3 separate regions of the Mus musculus genome follow, and all the other regions are linked to region 2. The links are chromatin contacts, called in public HiChIP or PLAC-seq and promoter capture Hi-C maps. All regions are on one chromosome and are shown on one strand. Each heading gives the region's core, a stretch centred on a gene start, on an enhancer-like site or on the middle of the called end of the contact. The rest is flanking DNA. Distances are from core to core; before and after follow the strand shown. Region 1 holds the start of Prss43 (protease, serine 43). Region 2 holds the start of Kif9 (kinesin family member 9). Region 3 holds the start of Tmie (transmembrane inner ear).

What was found. Promoter capture Hi-C pulls out the DNA fragments that hold promoters and counts their contacts. HiChIP or PLAC-seq counts read pairs in DNA pulled down with a chosen protein or histone mark.
Region 1: a promoter capture Hi-C map of embryonic stem cells shows a contact between it and region 2. The contact joins the promoter of Prss43 here to the promoter of Kif9 in region 2. A contact is called at or near these places in 6 of 39 promoter capture datasets (cranial neural crest, embryonic stem cells, frontonasal cranial neural crest and 3 more), 3 of 115 datasets of contacts at active chromatin or transcription factors (double positive thymocytes and embryonic stem cells) and 5 of 9 other capture datasets (adipose tissue, embryonic stem cells, liver and 2 more).
Region 3: a contact with region 2 is called in a FOXA1 HiChIP or PLAC-seq map of pancreatic cancer cells. The contact joins the promoter of Tmie here to the promoter of Kif9 in region 2. A contact is called at or near these places in 3 of 39 promoter capture datasets (cranial neural crest, hippocampal neurons and liver), 1 of 484 Hi-C or Micro-C datasets (CD4 T cells), 6 of 115 datasets of contacts at active chromatin or transcription factors (astrocytes, bone marrow-derived macrophages, double positive thymocytes and 3 more) and 3 of 9 other capture datasets (adipose tissue, embryonic stem cells and liver).

The regions. Positions count from the first base shown.
Region 1 is chr9:110,825,290-110,828,919 of GRCm38.p6, forward strand. It overlaps Prss43 (protease, serine 43), which reads left to right and starts at 1,401. Exons shown (of 6, transcript NM_199471.1): 1 at 1,401-1,836; 2 at 2,037-2,285; 3 at 2,467-2,626; 4 at 3,234-3,496. The coding sequence starts at 1,758.
Region 2 is chr9:110,475,344-110,478,648 of GRCm38.p6, forward strand. It overlaps Kif9 (kinesin family member 9), which reads left to right and starts at 1,651. Exons shown (of 21, transcript NM_001163569.1): 1 at 1,651-1,771. Klhl18 (kelch-like 18) reads right to left here and starts at 1,351. Exons shown (of 10, transcript NM_177771.5): 1 at 1,123-1,351. The coding sequence starts at 1,251.
Region 3 is chr9:110,878,182-110,881,391 of GRCm38.p6, forward strand. Tmie (transmembrane inner ear) reads right to left here and starts at 1,892. Exons shown (of 6, transcript NM_146260.3): 1 at 1,089-1,892. It overlaps Als2cl (ALS2 C-terminal like), which reads left to right and starts at 1,993. Exons shown (of 27, transcript NM_001146059.1): 1 at 1,993-2,048.

The sequences.
Region 1 (3,630 bases), core at 151-2,650, 350 kb after region 2:
GCGTGAGCTACCACTCCTGGATGAATGAATCTCATTTCTTAGTGGGTAAAGGTCCAAAATATTGTGGCTGAGTTTCCTAATTCCACCACAGCAGGGATGATAGTTGCAATTCTTTAAAACCCGTAAAATGTGTTAATATCCAAACTCTTGATAAAATATTCCCAGCCGTCAAGTGAAAGAAAAATGCTCTAATTATGAGGTCACTATTTTCAACCCTCTACAGGATTAGTGTTTCTAGGCAAAATCATCAAACCATTCCTAAAGTCACAGAAGAGCCATGTGGCGGGGCTGGAGAGAAGGCTCGGCAGTTAAGAGCTGGCTGCTCTTGCAGACCATCCTGGTTCAGATCCCAGTACCCATATGGCATCCATAATTTCCATTCCAGGGAATCTCGTGCTCTTTTCTGGCCTCTATGGGCACCAAGCACATATCCTGTGCACTGCCATACATGCAGGCAAAACACTCATCCCACAAAATAAAAAAATAAATATTAAAAAAGGAAACCACAGAGATAGTGTGTGTCTCCAAAGAGAATGTAGCACGTGGCTAGTTAACCAAGGGCTGGGACCCGGTTCTCACTGTGAACTTGCAGGAAATAGAGAAGCCAGAAGACTAAGACAGGGTAAGATTCAAAGAGTCTAGCCTGCAGGTGACTCCACACTTCAAACAATACTGAGATTTCTGCTCATGAAGTCTGAGGGACAGAAGGAGGAAGCACGGTCTTGAGTATCTCTTAAAGATACAGGAAGTGCAAAAAAAAAAAAAAAAAAAGCCTTGCCAGACTCAAGCACAGTATTGGGGAAGCAGGTCTGGGGCTGGGTACTACAGAACACGGAGTGGCGAATTACATGAAAGTACGATGTGTGAACACTGGAGAACAGCCTCCTGCTGTGTCCCGGGAGGCACACGGAGGGGCTCCTGAACCTTTGGCACAATCCTGTGTCTTGACCTCGATTGTGGCTACATGCGTTGGCGCTTTACACTGATTCCCAAAGCTGTGCATTTCTTACGCTTGGGGTATGGGCTTTATTTTTGGATATGTATTAATATCCAAACTCTTGATAAAATATTCCCAGCTGTCAAATGACAGAAAAATGCTCTAATTATGAGATCACCATTTCCAACCCTCTAAGGGATTACTGTTTCTAGGCAAAAATCATCAAACCATTCCTAAAGTCACAGAAGAGCCATGTGGTGGGGCTGGAGATTAAAGGGGAAATGGCCAGACTATTATGATGTTATGTTGTCTGGGACTGGGGTAGGGTAGGCTTTTTATTAAATTTTAAAATTATTATTTCTTAATTCGTGTGTAAGAGTTCTCTCTCTCTCTCTCTCTCTCTCTCTCTCTCTCTCTCTCTCTGTGTGTGTGTGTGTGTGTGTGTGTGTGTGTGTGCCTGGAGTCGCAGGTCAGAAGAGAGATGGGATTCCCCCGAACTGGAGTTATGAGTGGCTCTGAGCCACCAGTGTAATAAGGAACATGTGGGTGCTGGGAACTGAATCCAGGTCTGAATCTGCAAGCGAGGCAAGTGCTCCCGCCCCCTTTACATTTAATATTGATAAGATCTAGTATACCTTCAAAGTCTCTAAGACAGTGCTACCCAGTTAGCTTTTGAGTGGATGACTGAGGCATCCAACATCTTCGGGCTTAACTCAGGACCACAGCCGTCCTGCCCACAGGAAGGCACCTGCACGAGACACTACTGCGGGGTGGGGGCGGGGGACTACCAGAAAAAGGATTGCCTGAATCCAAGGCTGGGATGGGTGGCTTCTGTGGCGCGGACAGGGGCGGCTTCCTAGCCCTCCTGGTCTGGCTTCAGCTTCTTCAGCCTTTGTTCAGTGAGGCCTTAGCTGGGGACAGGGGTCCTGGTGGGAGCAGTGGGGGAGGTGTGGCTTCATGGAACTTGGCTTGGGCGAGAGTGGCCATGGTGATGGTGTTGGCGTTGGTGACAGTGCTGGTGCCGTAGGGGCAGTCGGCCCAGGAGCCAGCAGCTGCACCCGCACTCAAGCTGAGCTTTTCCTGTTGGCTTCTTCCTCAGGTGGTACTTACAAACCCAGGGAAGATTCCGGAGTGATGCACCGGCCCCAGAGGCCCCGGAGACCCCGGAGTGACCCAGAGGCCCCGGCACAGCAGAGTCGCTTGAAATCCCTGAGTATTTCGCACCCTTCAGGAGTTCCGGTGTCTGTAGACAGGACTGAGATTCCAGGATCAGGGTCTCCTTCAGGGACCACAACCAAAATTACCTTGGAAAACAGGAGGAGCTCTCTAGGAGGACCGTTTTTTACAGGTACTCCTACTGGTGCCAGGCCTGTCTGGGAGGTCAAAGGGCCACCTAGTCGGGCTGGGGAGCCGAGGTCGGCTCCTGCCCTTGGAGGGCTGGAGAGAGTCCCTCCCCGAGGATGACCTTGACCATGTGTGAAATGGGATGGAGGTGTGGAGAAGTGGCTTCACTTTTAATTTCTCTTTAGACACTTGCGGCCATAGAATTACAGAGGTAGATCCTGGAAGTTTATCTGCAGGGAGGAAGTGGCCTTGGCAGGTGAGTCTGCAGAGTCAAAATGAGCATGTTTGTGGAGGCTCCCTCATCAGCCACCGATGGGTGTTGACTGCGGCCCACTGCATATATGAGTGAGTATTTGGGGACCTGGTTTGGGGTGTCTTGTCCCTCATCTCTTAATGTCTTTCATCCAAAAAAAAAAGAAGGAGGAGGAGGAAAGAGAGAAGGAGGAGGAAGAGGAGAAGGAGGAAGAAGAGGAGGAGAAAGAAGAGGAGGAGGAAGAGAAGGAGAAGAAGGAGAAGAAGAAGGAGGAGGAGGAGGAAGAGGAGGAGGAGGAGAAGGAGAAGGAGGAGGAGAAGGAGAAGGAGGAGGAGAAAAGGAGGAGAAGGAAAGAGAAGAAAGAAAAAAGAAAAAAGAAAGGAAAAAAAGGAAAAAAACGTTTTTCCCTTTTTATCTGTAAAAGGAGTGATGATCCAAGGATTTTTATCCAGTCTCAGGTGACACCTGAGCATCATCTGGTTTATCAGGTTTCCAGGCTACACTGGTCTAGGAACCACACTTGCTGGGAGGCATGGATGGTCAGGGGTCCTGGAGAAAGAGGTATTGTTTGAAGGGAGGGAGCAGGCTGATGCCTGCCTGGCATGGGAGATGAGGCCAGGCTTAGAAGCATGCACCACGTGTAGCGTGGGTGTGCAAACCCTTCGGGAGCTCTGTAATGGTCCCATGCCATCTTTGCAGGCAGGAGGAGTACATGGTGATGTTGGGTGACGACATGCTGCATTCTGAATCTGAAAGTGTGACCCTGGTCCCAGTCCAGGACATCATTTTCCCTTCCAACTTTGACATTCAAACCATGAGGAATGACATTGCCCTTGCTCTGCTGTACTTCCCCGTGAATTACTCCTCGCTCATCCAGCCCGTGTGCCTTCCCGAAGAGCCCTTCCGAGTGAAAAACGGGACAGTGTGCTGGGTGACTGGCTGGGGCCAACAGAACGAAATTGGTGAGTCTGTCTGGCAGGATTCGGAAGTGGGACAGCCTGGTGATCTGCAGGGGAAGGGGCGAGCTTCCAGCTGGGACAGGAAAGGGAGCGTGAGAACAGACTGACAGAGAGCACATCACAACTGTGCTAGGAGG
Region 2 (3,305 bases), core at 401-2,900:
TTCTCCAAAGCCACCCTCAGTTTGTTTTGCTTTTTAAAGTGCCAAACCATTAACCATTCAACTTTTTTTTTTTTTTTTTTTTTTTTTGAGACAGGGTTTCTCATAGACCTGGCTGTCCTAGAACTCACTCTGTAGACCAGGCTGGTCATGAGGTCTGCTTGCCTCTGCCTCCCAAGTGCTGGGATTAAAAGAGTGCTCCACCACTGCCCAGGAGCCACCCTATTCATTCCTACCAGTCTGACTCGAATACATGGAGAAGCAATGCTTCCTTAACTCAGTAGAAGATAAAGTCTAAGAGGTGTCTGTGTCTTTCTGTTGTTTTGAAACAGGAAGAGGGAGTGTCACACCGAGACAGTAAGAGCCTTCCAGGCAAGGTCCAACAGGAAAAACCACAGGCAGGCAGTATCCCCACCTGGAGGGATCTACCTGGCTCAGCAGGGCACCAAGGTGCAGCCCTGCACGACTCAAAGCACAGGGGGCACTGGCCCTTGACACCAGACCAGAATGCTGGATGGGAACAGGTGGCAAAAATATCCCTCTCCCCAAACAGTCCTTTAGCCTGGCCTCCAGGACCTTTTAAGGTGGTGACAGTAGATTGTTTTCCAGCATGGAAGAGAGTAGCCCACATCAAAAGATTTCCAGATCCGATTCTAAAAGCGCCAAGGGCAAGCAATGACTCCTGAAGAGAAGGCTTAGCATTTACAACAGCACAGCCAACTTCAAGGAGCCCAAAGAAATGACTTTAGGACAAGATAGGATGTCTTAGTGGTACCCATCGGAATGTGGAGTCAGCCACCGCCCCTTCCTCCATGGTCTGCCTGTAAGAACATTTTCTCTTTTCTGTATGACAGAAAAGGAGGCGGATACCCCAATGTCTCCTGCTCTTAGGGCGTCAGAGGCACACCTCTCAATCTTTCCTTCCAATGGCTGAACGGCTGTCCCCTTTACTCTCCCAACTTGGCCTCATTTCCCCCTCTGCGCTTGGCACCGCTCTCTACTACTCTGTTCCCCTCTAACCTTTCTCCACCCACAGTCGGCTGGACCACTCTTCCCCTGTCCACCACCCTTTTCTTCCCGCTCAGTCCCTTTCCCCTCAGCCAGCCACCGCCCAGACCATGGTACCTTTAGCGTCACGTCGCATAGCTTGCCCTGCCGCCGGATCTCCTCCATGACGCCGTAGCCGCGACTAGGCAACTCCGACACGGAGAAATGCACCAAGTCCTCCAGCTCCTCCGCGCCGTCCTCCACCATCTTCCCCGGCCGCCGCAACTGCGCAGGCCTGGCCAGCAGGCTTCACACTAACCAGGGCGGGGCAAGGGCTCACGCTGAAGGCTGCCCAGAACGCGAAGCCGGAATCTCACTGGCCTGCGCGGCCACCGTACCCACAAAGTCCTCGACACCGGAAGTCTCGCTGCCCCGCTTCCTGGTTTATACATAGCCTTTTTCCCCCCGTAACTCAAACTCAGGCTTCGCATATACAGCTACTCTAAGCCTTCCAGGTTAATTGACTCCATCTCTGTCTTCTTTGTTCAGCTCTGACTTTCCCTGTATCTTTAACGGAGAAATGTGGGCTTAAATTCCGCCACCACCCTACACTACTTCCGTAATCCCTGCAGGCTTCCTGTTGCCATGGCGACTGTGTACACAGCCAGTCGGCTAGCTGTCCTGGTTGCGAACAGAGCTCCCTCAAGTTGCTGCAGTTCTAGCGGTCGCTCTACCCGAGCGCCACTGCCCCGCGAGGTGAGCAGTGGTCACGAGCCGGTGGCGTTAGGTAAAAGGGAAACCTGGTGGGGATATCCTCCCAGCTGCTGTCAGTGGCTGGGTTCCTAACTCCTTTGGTTCTTTTATTTGTGAAAAAAAAAAAAAAATCGGAGACACCCCTGGAGATGCTCCTTTCAACCTGGTCGCAGCTTAGGGGAGCTAGGAGTTTCTGATGTTCCTTAGTCCCACGAGTCTCCACTGAGGTCCCACGACTTGCCTTAGACGGAGAGGGCGTGAGTTTGAGTGTCAGAGATCATTAAGACACGGTGTCATCACTTAGAGCCTTCTAACTACCGAAGAGGAAAACCCTCTAGAGGGGCACAGGAATGGGACCAAGGCAATCTGTCACACACATTTTAGAAAAGCATTCCACACACTGGGTGAGAAATAGGAGAGTGGCCAGTTTTGCCTGGGTGCAAACTTTGGGTTCATCTCATGCTGAGATGCAGTAGGACCCAGTGTTGTGGGTTTAAAGGGTGTTTGTTTCTTAGTCTTTATCCCTGATCGAGGTAAGAGCATGGTAGGTATGAACGCCTAGTGCCTATGAGTAATCCCATTGACTTCTTGTCAAGCCTTCGTGGGTGTTAATGTATATCCTGCTCATTCCCAAGCCCAAAACAAATGGAGAAACACTGACTCTCTCAGCACAGAGGTCTCCTGGTGGCTCGTCAGAGTCACTTTATTATGTGAAGTATGTAAGGACTGTGTTCAGATTTCTGGGAGTATTCCATCCTGAGGGGGAAAAAACACTACCTAATGGGAGGGTATCTTGAGACTGAGCATGGCTTCTTGTACTGGGAAATGAAGTATCCTCCCCAGAACGCTGCAAGTTCAGGGATTAGAGTAGTGTGGGAGGGGAGTGACATATCACATACCTTGGCACTCTCTCAGTAGTGGCTGAAGATGGTGGACCCACCTATGGAGATTCAGTCACCCTCTGACTTCCAGCCATGAGTATCACCATCAACTACCATTTCTTGAGCACCTGGTGTGTGCTGGGCGCTGTTCTGGACCTTGTGGGGGGCATCACAAGAGGTAAACGGCACGACCCTTATCCTCAAGCAGCTTGTAATTTGACTTGGGAGCTGAAGCCCACATAAATGAAGCGGCATAAGAACGGTAGCAAGCAGTACCTCAGTAAGTGCGAAATGGCATGTGCTTCCTTCCGCGGCACTGTTGGCTAGTGGGCTCCCGAGAGGAGTATAGACCCTCGGAAAGGCTTGTTGCCAACTGCGCATGACTCCAGGGATGCTCGGCGGCATGAGCATCCGGAGGACCCTGGAAAGGTCGGATGGGGGGGCTGCATGTGCACGCGCGCGTTGGAAGTTGTAGGGCAGAAACGGGGGGGAAAGCTCTGGAGCAGCCTTTGAGCTGGCCTGTGAACCCGCTTCCAGAACTCTCTGGATTCTTTGTAATTCCTTCTAGATGTTATACTCAACGGCACTGGAACCTTCCTGGGCAGGAAGATAAGACTCTTGGGGCTTGTGTTCAGAAAGGTTTCCCAGAGCTGTAGAAACTGAGTATTGAGTAAAAGAAGCACAGCT
Region 3 (3,210 bases), core at 642-3,141, 400 kb after region 2:
CTGCATGTGGCTCTATGTCTGTGTGTCAGTCTATGTCCTTGGACACGGATGCACAAGTGCCCACGAATGGGGCTGCTACCATGGAGATGTGTGGCCCAGCTGAGTACATATGTGGCCACATGCCTCCCATGGGGAACTGTATACATGCACATGCCATGTGCAAATCTGTGAGGAGCTGAAACAGGAGCCCTGTGATGAGGTGGGGAAGGGCAGGGGATTCAGTAGATCTCAAACTTTGGGTACTACCGGGGGAGTGGGGCAGAATCCGGCCCTCTGTCAAGGACTAACTGGAAGAGATACCAGGTAGGCCTTGCCTCGAGGCAGATAACAGAACAAGGAGTGGGGATGCATGTGAGAAGGCTGAGTGGATGAGAAAGTCGTCGCATCTCATGAAGGAAGCTGGGATGCCCCTTTCTTCCTCCCAGGCAGGCAGAGGGCAGGGGTTAGAGAAGTAGGTATCTGGGGGATGGTGCATCCTCGGGGGTAGGGGAGGTGGGAGCGGGGTACACAGGAGAGTATTGAAAGCAGCAAAGCTGGGGTTGAGGTGTCACCTCAGTTCAGTACTTGCATGTAGGCATGATCCCCAAAACCCATGTGAAAAAGCAAGGTGTGGTGGCAGACAATTGTAATCCCATTACAGGGAGGCAGGGACAGTCAGGTACTCACTGGGCACTCAGTCTAGTCTATGTGGTTAGGTGAAGGCCTATGAGAGGCTGTCTCAAAAAAAAAAAAAAGCACCAGAGGAGACACAGCCAAACATCACACACACACACACACACACACACACTCACACACTCACACACTCCTGCATGGATATACATACACATCATACATGAAAAAAAAAAAAAAGAACCTGTAATACATTTATCTTTTAAAAAAGTATTTACAAGAAAGAAAGAAAAGGCTGGAAGGAAGGAGATGTTTTGGCCGAGTGGAGAGGGAAGAAGAGGCTCGGGAGGGTTCTTGACGATGGAGAGACCAAGATTGGAGCAGGGAAGTGAACAAGAGCAGCAACCGCGGTAGGGTTCTTGGGCAACAAACTTGGAGCCTGCCACTGTAGGGCAGATTGGCAGAACTTAAATGCTCACCAGAAAGCACCCCAAGGGAGCCAGGGATGCTGAAGTTGGCAGGCCCCTTCTGAGAAACTCTTAGAAGTCTCTTTTCTCTCTGGCAGAATGCATGGAGGCTGTCCAAAACTTGGGTAGGGGGCAGGTGGACTATCCTTGCTCTTTCACAGCTGTCTCCTCCCCAGGCTTCTCTCTGTACTCAGGCTTGGAAGGCTTAGAAGCAACTCAGCCAGGCTAGTCAGCAGCTCCTAGAGGCCGGGTGCCACTGCAGGTGGAGGGGTGACTTGCTTGCTGGCCAAAAGGGAGCCCGGCAGCTGGACAGCAGGCCTCTTTGTTACAGGTTTGAACCATGGTCCCTCCTCCTTCCAAGACTTTGGTTTGGAACTGCGCTGCTCTTTCCAAGGTCGAAGGCTTTGGCACAGGAAACTGGCCAGCTTCAGGCTGTACCCGGAATGAATGCAGGGGGCCTCCTTCAAGGTTACACACAGCAGTAGCTGCTACCAAAGCATGCCCAGTTCAGGGTCTTCGGATCATCATGGCCAACTGCTCTAAGCAACAAGTTTCCCGAATCTACCCAGGGCTCCTTCGCGGGTGTGTGAGGGTGAGGGGGGGGGGGTGCCCAGTGACCCAAAGGGGGTCGGCAAGATTTCAGAGCTACAGCCTGGGCAGAGTTGGTGGGTAAGGAAATCGGGGTGGCCCCAGGCACTGCCTGCCGTCCTCGGATCTGGAGAGGGAGGTAAAAGGCGAAAGACAGCCAGGGTGCGATCCTGGGGAGCTCGCGGACCGACCGAAGGGGAGCTTTCGCAGTCTGGCGGGAGAGGCTCTGGGAGAGAGTTGTTGGCTTGGGGACATTCCGAGGCCGAGCCCCGCCTCCTCGGAGACGCCCCCGCGCGAACAACACCTCGGGGCGGGGCGCGGAGAGGAAGGGCGGCCCGGCGCGGAGCTGCGCGGCCACTCGGGGCACCGCGGCGCAAAGCGCAGGTAAGAGCGCGCGTCGGTGGGCGGGGTCCGCTGCCCCACGAGCTCAGCTGCGGGTGGGGGCTCTCTCCTCCTCCCGCTGCCATGGTCACGAGCCCTCCATCTTCGGTCTCAGCTTCCTCCTCCCGGTCCCGTGGCCGCCCGGCTCCGGTTTAAACGCAGCGCGGGGTCCAACCCCTAGCAGCAGTGCGGAGCGCGAGCACCGTGCCCTGCGTCCAGGCCAGAACCCAGGTGCGAGTTTATCACCCAGAGGGAGAGAGGCTGCCAGGAGCAGGTGACCTGGCTGGTCAGGGCGGAAGGGCTGACAGAGAAGCCGAAAAGGTGGTGTTGCCTGCCTGGGAGGAGCCTAGACGGATGTCCGAATGTTGGAGCAGAGTAGTTTGGAACTGACTAATGCAGTCGGGAAAAGCTAATGCGGAGACTGGGAGGCATGTAGGGCAAGAGAGGCAGAGAAGGGGCTGAAGACTGGAGGGCCCGTGTGACAGTTTTGTGCACTTGCCTGGAGCACTTTCTCCACTGCCCACCGGGCATGTAGGTTGATTAATGGGCCTCTAGCATAGTCCAGGAAAAGCAGAAATAAGGTCCATGCCACTCCAGATCAGGAAATACCAGAGTGAGTGCCATGCTAGGGTGCGGCTTAAGGGGCCTGAGGGGCCAGAACTGGGTGAGGGCAGGGAAGGCCCCAGTGACCCTGCTTGGGAGCGATCTGGTGTGGACAGAGGCCAAGAATGCAAGGGAAAGGTCTAGCTACTGTTTAGATGGCCACAAGGACAATAGCTGAGTCACCTGTGCACCCAGCTTAACTTTTTTGGCCTCACCCTGCAGCTTTTGAACCAAGTCTACCCGGGGTGAGAAGGGAGGCTGGGCCCTACTAGGAATGCTGGGTGTACCTCAGTGAGTCACCCAGCACCTCTGAGCCACTTAGTTCTCGTGAGCCTGTTAGGGCTGGGAGTGAGGGGCCTGGGTCTGAGCTCTGCACCTGATCTACAGATAGTATCTCTACACCCTCCTGGACTTTCCATGCCTCAAATTCACCGTTTGCACAGCCTGCCACTCAGGACCCCAGAGTTGGCAGGAGGGAGAGTATGAGGAAGCCGTGTTGTTGACCAGAGGGCTATGGGATGGGTGCTGGGCCCAGGGCTAGAGAGAATATTCTTGCTGGCTC